Linked DNA regions of Mus musculus: region 1 is linked to region 2. Evidence: chromatin contacts called from public HiChIP or PLAC-seq data. All regions are on one chromosome and are shown on one strand. The core of a region is the stretch at or near the end of the contact, and the rest is flanking DNA. Distances in the headings are between cores, read along the strand shown.

Evidence for each region. HiChIP or PLAC-seq counts read pairs in DNA pulled down with a chosen protein or histone mark.
Region 1: an H3K27ac HiChIP or PLAC-seq map of VIP interneurons shows a contact between it and region 2, with 3 times the contacts expected there. The contact joins the enhancer-like site here to the promoter of Trpc7 in region 2. A contact is called at or near these places in 2 of 39 promoter capture datasets (hippocampal neurons and maxillary cranial neural crest), 3 of 484 Hi-C or Micro-C datasets (brain, cerebral cortex and nephron progenitors) and 3 of 115 datasets of contacts at active chromatin or transcription factors (VIP interneurons, embryonic hindbrain and embryonic midbrain).

The regions. Positions count from the first base shown.
Region 1 is chr13:57,105,517-57,108,962 of GRCm38.p6, forward strand. No RefSeq gene overlaps it. Among named protein-coding and RNA genes, the nearest start is that of Gm33140, 110 kb to the left of the region's middle. Within about 2 kb of position 1,490, at least 28 of the 459 cell types and tissues checked have an H3K27ac peak or open chromatin away from gene starts, as enhancers often do. A contact at or near this core is called in VIP interneurons, where this site is marked.
Region 2 is chr13:56,893,699-56,897,071 of GRCm38.p6, forward strand. Trpc7 (transient receptor potential cation channel, subfamily C, member 7) reads right to left here and starts at 2,091. Exons shown (of 12, transcript NM_012035.3): 1 at 1,795-2,091. The coding sequence starts at 1,796.

The DNA of each region.
Region 1 (3,446 bases), core at 240-2,739, 210 kb after region 2:
TCATAGCAGTCAAACCCAAACTAAGACACCTGGAGTCTGTCAATAGATCTATCTCTTTGTTCATCTGGTTCCTCCCAGAAAGGTGATTCCACCTGTGTCCAGGTGAGGCATCCTATCTGCATCTCAGTGGGCCTGGCTGGAGTTAAATAATGTTTCTTTGTGAATGACCCCATACACAGGGATGTTGTAGGACTTACGTACTAATATCCAGCCAGGCACACCATTGACCCTTAGAAGTATATAAAAGGCCACATTTGGGTTAAATAGAACCTCCAGTCTCATTTGTCATATGTTCACTGCTGGCTTCTTGGGTAAGAGGAGAGAGGGTGGAACATAGCATAACATAATGCTACTACTAGACTGTCACTAGACTGTCTTAATTAAGATTTTACTGCCATGAAGAGAAACACCATGACCACAGAAACTCTTAAAAAGAAAAACATTTAGTTGGGGCTGGCTGAAAGTTCCGAGGTTTAGTCCATTATCATCATAGTAGGAAGCATGGTGACACGAAGACAGACATGGTGCTGGAGAGATAGCTGAGAGTTCTACATCTGCATAAGCAGGCAACAGGAAGAGAGAGTAACACTGGGCCTGGCTTGAGTATCTAAGACCTCAAAACCCACCCCCAGTGACACACTTCCTTCAACAAGGTCACACCTCCAAAAATGCCACTCCCTATAGGCCTGTGGGTTCACTTCCATTCAGACTTCCACACAGACCAACTCTTCTTAAATGCAAAGTAAGGAGCTTCTTGCTGGAGTCAAATGGTTATCTCACAGTGCAGATGCGTCTCAGGGTCTTTTCAGAAAAGGTAAGAGTGACTTTGGACCACTTCTCATGGTGGTCTGCAGAGGCTCAGACCAGACAACAACACTCTCTGGCTCCCCAGCTTCTCAGATTGCCATTTCTGGATTCTAGAAAGATTCCAGCTCAGTGTCGTCCATCTGCAGCCAATGAGCCCTCCCTGCCCACACTTGAAATATTTATAGCTGCCCTCTGCCCATCCACCAGCGTACTTTGCAAAATCCCGTGTTACAAAAGCCAACTAACTCATCAGAACCAACTCAGGGATTTTGTGCATCTATCAACTAGGGCCTTGCCCAGTAATGAGAGCTTCTTATTCATTTACCTTATAGTAGGACTGGATGATAATTTAAGACAGAAAATTCCCCTGATAACAAATCAACCAGTGAGCACTCCAGATCAGAGGGCTGAGCGGCCAGGGCAGTGGAGCGAGGAATTCTTTGTATGGTATAGCTTTTTCAATATTCTGAGTTTGTATCTGTGGAGTATATTATTAATTCCCAGAAACTAAACAAAATTCAAGATGAATGCATAAGTAAACAAATGCTCAAAAGAGCGTCTCCCCTGGGTGATTCCTCTGCCGGGCAGGCTTGAGAGTCATGATGTTAATTCATCACAAGGGAAGGAAATAAATCCAAACTGCTTAGCTGTTTCATTAATCTTCTGGTGTAGTCTCTGCCTTGGCTCTCTGCTGCTTAATGTGGGCGTTAAATGGCGGCTACTCAGTAACTGTTGTTCAAATTTAAATCAGTCTTCATGTGTTCTCTGAAGCAGATCATAGTCTATTGGGTTCTGGGTGTTTGTCTTTATATTTGTCTTTATATTACAAAAGCCTTATATCTATAATGTGAAGAGTCAGGTCACTATCCCTGGAGTGATAAACACTACTTTTGTGGCTATCTAGCACTACAAGCAGTCTTCATCACAGCTGAATGATGGGGCCCCTCCTCTGATCTGGTTCTCTACAGATATGGAGTCTCTTCAGGATGAGTCGAGAAAAGCGGTTGGAACATCACAAGCAGTGGGGTGTCTGTATGAGGAAGACTGGGAAAGTGTTGGTAGAGGAAGATGGTGTATGGTGATCAGAGTCAGGAGGGTGGTAAAGATTTCAATGAGCCTTGCTATCAAGCAGAAGGTGGGCTCGGGATCAAGGCAGGTGGGGCTATGAAAGTGAGAAAATATAGCATTGAAGAAGCTATAAGCAAGAAAGTAGTGCTTTGGGAAAATAGGGAACAGCTAGCCATGAACAACGGGAGCCAGCAGGTGCAAGCTGGAAAATGGAGCCAGGTGGTGGGAAATGTAGTGCAAATTACGCAAGCATCTTCAACATGACACATACCTAGAAAATTGTAATTATTATATGGTTATAATTTTTTGGTCCCGGCTGGAAAAAAAAGTCATACAAATTACGGCCCTGAAGATAAACTGGGCTGCTATTTTAAGCAACTCATATGCCTCAAAGCCTGCCGCAGAGCTGAAGTGTTCAGGGGAGACCAGGCTCTCCTGCAAAAGAATAAGTTCCTGGGACACTGTCAAGCAGGTTTTGATGTTGAGCCTGCTGAGAATAATGAGAGAACTGTGAGTGGAAAGAACATGAAGACAATCATTCCTGAAAGAAAGAAATGTAGACGCGGAGAAAATAGCTGTTTTCTCCTCTCAGATGGAACAAAGAAATACCGAGATGGGGGGGATGATAAAGCGCGGCCCAAGTCGGACAGAATGGAGGATGTGAGTGGCAGAAATTGATCCACCGTGGCTCAGAGGCAGAGCTGGCCTGGACTTTTGTTCTCTATCTTCAGCTCAGTAAATTCCTTCCCTGTCCCCTCAAGTGCTTCCTACTGAGCTATTGTTGGGAAGGGAGGGGAAGGCTGCCCTTCTAAGCAGCCCTCCTGAAAGCAATCACGCAGCCAAACCACGGTCCGTGTCACCGTGCTTCCAGCAGATGCAGAGGGCCACAGGAAAGAGCTGTGCCAACAGAAAATACCGCAGCACCAAGTGCTTTATAAGTGAATGGGGTTTGCCCGCGAAGGTCCTGAGGGGGGAAAATAGCAAAAGCTCTTTGTGCAAAGCTCTTTGCTCAGACTCAACTTCATTCCTCCAGGGCCCAGAGGAGTCTGGCCAGGGGTGGATCATCCTTCAAAGACACAGTGCCGGAAGTGGATGCAACTTTATCTCCGCAGACAGAGCAGGGTTTAAAAGGTGTGAGCTACCCTTTGAAGCAACCTCAGGAGAAACGTCTTCTGCTTCTAGCACAAGGCCTTATAAACCAAGTCACACCCTATAACGGGATTAGGTGTTTTACATTTCTGGCTCACTTTTAATGTTCAGATTCCTACCAATAACTCTTTGCATGGGAGATGAGGATGAAAACAGAAAAGTGTTTTCTGAGGTGATCGGGGGGCCGCACCATTGATCCCTGCTGAGCGATCCTTGCCCCTCCGGCTGTGGTGTGGCTTGTTTTCTCTAGCTGAGCCTCTAAGAGTCCATGGGGTGTGACTTCACAGGGGAAAAGGTTTAGCCTGGGATCGAAAGGTTGTTACTTCTATACTGAGAGAGTAAAGCACAGAGGCAGAGTGTGTGCATAGCGCTAACCTCCTGATTGAGTGTAGAGTTCTGGAGAAAGAAGAATCCTCTTGGTG
Region 2 (3,373 bases), core at 841-3,340:
TTGTTTGAATTGTGGATCTAAGGCATTTGGGTTCTGACCCAAGTTAGTGAGCATATGTTTGTATATTGAGTGAAAGAAAACAGATACCTGGTTAGCTACTCCACTGTGTGTGTAAGGTCCTACTACGAGAATGAAGCAAACCACTCCAGGCTGTCCATGTTACTAATAGTAAGATCTACTATTCAGTCAGTTCTGCAAAAGTGGGTGTGGTTCCATTTCATCTAGGATTGGAAACTATCATCTATTATTCCTCCATGCCGTATATGTCTATCAGTAACATCAGTAACACACACGCGCGCGCGCACACACACACACACACACACACACACAACATCATCTAGGGAAGAAGTTATTCCTAGTGTTTACAAACTGTGGTACGGTTTAGCAATCTAAATTAACTAGCACTTTGCCTGCTCTCTTTGTTTCTGATTTTTTTTTAAAATCTTCATTTGCTTATCTAGACCACAGGAAGATGTGAAACCGGGTGTCTGTATCTCATATTTTATATAGTTCCAGAAAGAGCTTAAAAAGCCAGCTCAAATAGTTATGTTAAGATTAGTCTTGGGATAAAATAAGAGTGCACAGTGTTGCGCGGTTCCTCTCCCTCTGTGAGGAGAGTCAGGAGTGAACTGAAAGGGGTCCCATGGCCTGCTGAGTGCTTCCCAGAAGGGATGATTGCTTACCCCGAGCAACAGCTCCTGCTAGTTCTCACCCACAATGCCACATGAATTCCACAATTAGCCACAGTGAGGCACCACACAGTTCTGTTTTTTTCTGGGTTAATTACTGCCTAAAGGAGTTGGCTACTCTACGTACTTTTAAGCTGAAGGACAAGTGTTTAGGGAAATCAATACGAAATTCCACTGTGATAACAGAAGCTTGGGGAACTGCTGTCCGGTCGATCCCAGGGAGTAGATTTGTATGCTATCCATAATGGATATTCTGGATTTTATGTGAATTCATTCATTCATAAATTTGATGTGTGCCCAATGCTTTAGGAAGAGGACCCACCAGCAGATGGCATTCTGAGGCAAAATTTTACTGAGGGAGATCAGATGGGGTCAATCATTATTGCCTTTTGCAAAGCTACCCTGAATCCATTAAATGGCAGTTAATGGCACAGCGTCTTTGGTTGTATCTACCCAGCCTTACATAAGTGAATTTACAGCATGAACTTAAGTGAGAGACTCTGTCATCTCTAGTGACAAAGCTTATGCCCAAAGCCCTGCCAAGGTTTACGTCTCATTTATTAAAAGCATATTTGTTATCTTGAAATGAATGGCTAGAGGAAACATACACCCAGGACCCTATTTTCAACAGGGAAAAGAAAGAAAGAAAAAAAGAAAAAAAAAGAAAGAAAGAAAACTGAAAAAAAATAGCCTTTTATCGCCACCTGTAGTTCTTTAATGGTGTAATCTCTTATAATGTAGCTACGGTTCTCTCCCCAACTCCATATTTATATTAAAATCAAACCAGAGAAGCTCTCAGCAGTGCAGAAGCCGAGATAACACACATGCTCTCTTCTAGGAATAAAACTGTACTACTCCAGCATGAAATTTACAGGATACCAGGTTGAGTTTCCTATTTCTACATGGCTTGTAAACTTAGACATTCAACAAAAGGGGGAAAATATCGTACCAACTCAGTAGAAAAGATTTCAGCTCCAGACTTGGATCCCCAAATCTAAGCAGTGCCTGCAAAAGGGCTAATAAATAAAAGTTCAATTCCATATTTCGGGGATAAAGCAGTCTCTACTGGGAAAATCAATATAAACCAACCACCAAAGCCACTTACATCGAGAGTAGAATACGCAGGCTTGTCCCTCCTCTAGATGACCCGAATCCTGAACGGAGTCTCCGGGATCTGGCTCCCCATGGGTGGCCGAGGCGGAGGTGCCGCTCTCCGTGGTGCTGAAGTCGAGATCTGCTCCAGAGAGCGGAGTTGCGATTGTGTGGAGGTGCGCTCTGCTTTCCTTTGTGGGGAATGGTGAAAACTCGCCTTTTGTGGCCGACTTGCCTTCCTGTCCTTTTCCTAATCTGGGGGAAATTTCCCAGAGAATGTGAAGGAGAAGCATCCGTGTGTGAGACTGGCATGCAGCGTGATGATGGGCTGGTCTAGTCCCCACCCCTCTTCCAGACGTAGCTTTGAAAGGGAGAGAACAACTCTGCTTTTCTATCAGAACCCCTCAGGATTTCTTCATGCCCCTCCCCCTAGAATAGTGCATAACACCCCCCACAGAGAGAGAATGAGAGAGAGAGAAACACACACTCACATACACACACACACACACACACACACTCATGCAAACACACACCCTTTAGTTATTTAAAGCAACATGAAGAGTCTTAATGAGTTTAAACAAGTGAAAAGTGGGGAATGGGCTGATTTCCTACTTGTTGGTTTATAGGTGTTTGGGGGGAGGGACAGACTGTGGGGGGAGGGACTAACCAGAAGATAGAGTGACAGTAATAAGCTCCTTTTGTGATCCTAAAGCCACACCCACTTTCTCTTTTGAGAGTGGTGCGTTTTCTAACGTGGCCTTCGTTTTATGATCTGTTAGTATTGCCTAGGCTCATCTGACTTTGGTAGAAGAGACTTTATAATGATTAACTTTATATGTAACTTTTCACATATTGAAAGGAAATTCCCTGTGTACCAATTCATGTCTCCAACAGCCACCATTTTCCCCAATCAGTATGTTATGGCACAGTGTATCAGTCTTAAACACCAAGGTATCTTGATGACATGGGAGAGAAATATCCTTAACTGAAACACTGACTTTATAAGAAAAACAATAATTCAAGGACTTATATTTTTTACCTTATACAATTGTAGTACAAACTTTGAAATCTCAATATATGTGCCAAATTAGATAAGCCACAATTTTTCATAAAAGATAAATATAAATACAATTAATTTAGCATCATCCTATGATTATTAAGACACAGCTATTTCTAGCTACTCTCTAATTACTTGTGAATAAAGGCACAATATTTCATGACCTGAGAAGACCCTAGACAACAGAATTTTTGCTACATGGTGCTCACTCTAAAAAGTTTGCTGGGTATGTTATAATACAGGAGGAGGAGCCTCATCAGTCTAGTGTCCAATCAAATAGCACTGACTGTTTAAGAAGATTCAAAAAGATTTTCATGATTGTGGCTACAATTTCTAAAACAGATCAAGAAATGTTACCTCCAAGAATGACTGTGAGTCATCTGTGAGGTTCTTGGGGGCAAGAGGGCAATTCTCTAGGAAAGGGCGGCAGGGGATGGTTCTTTTCTGTTATTAACAAGCTGATTAGGCTATGTGGAACACAGACAGTTGAGGATGCTCACTGCTCAATGATGTGATAGCAGAAGCTCTGCTCTAT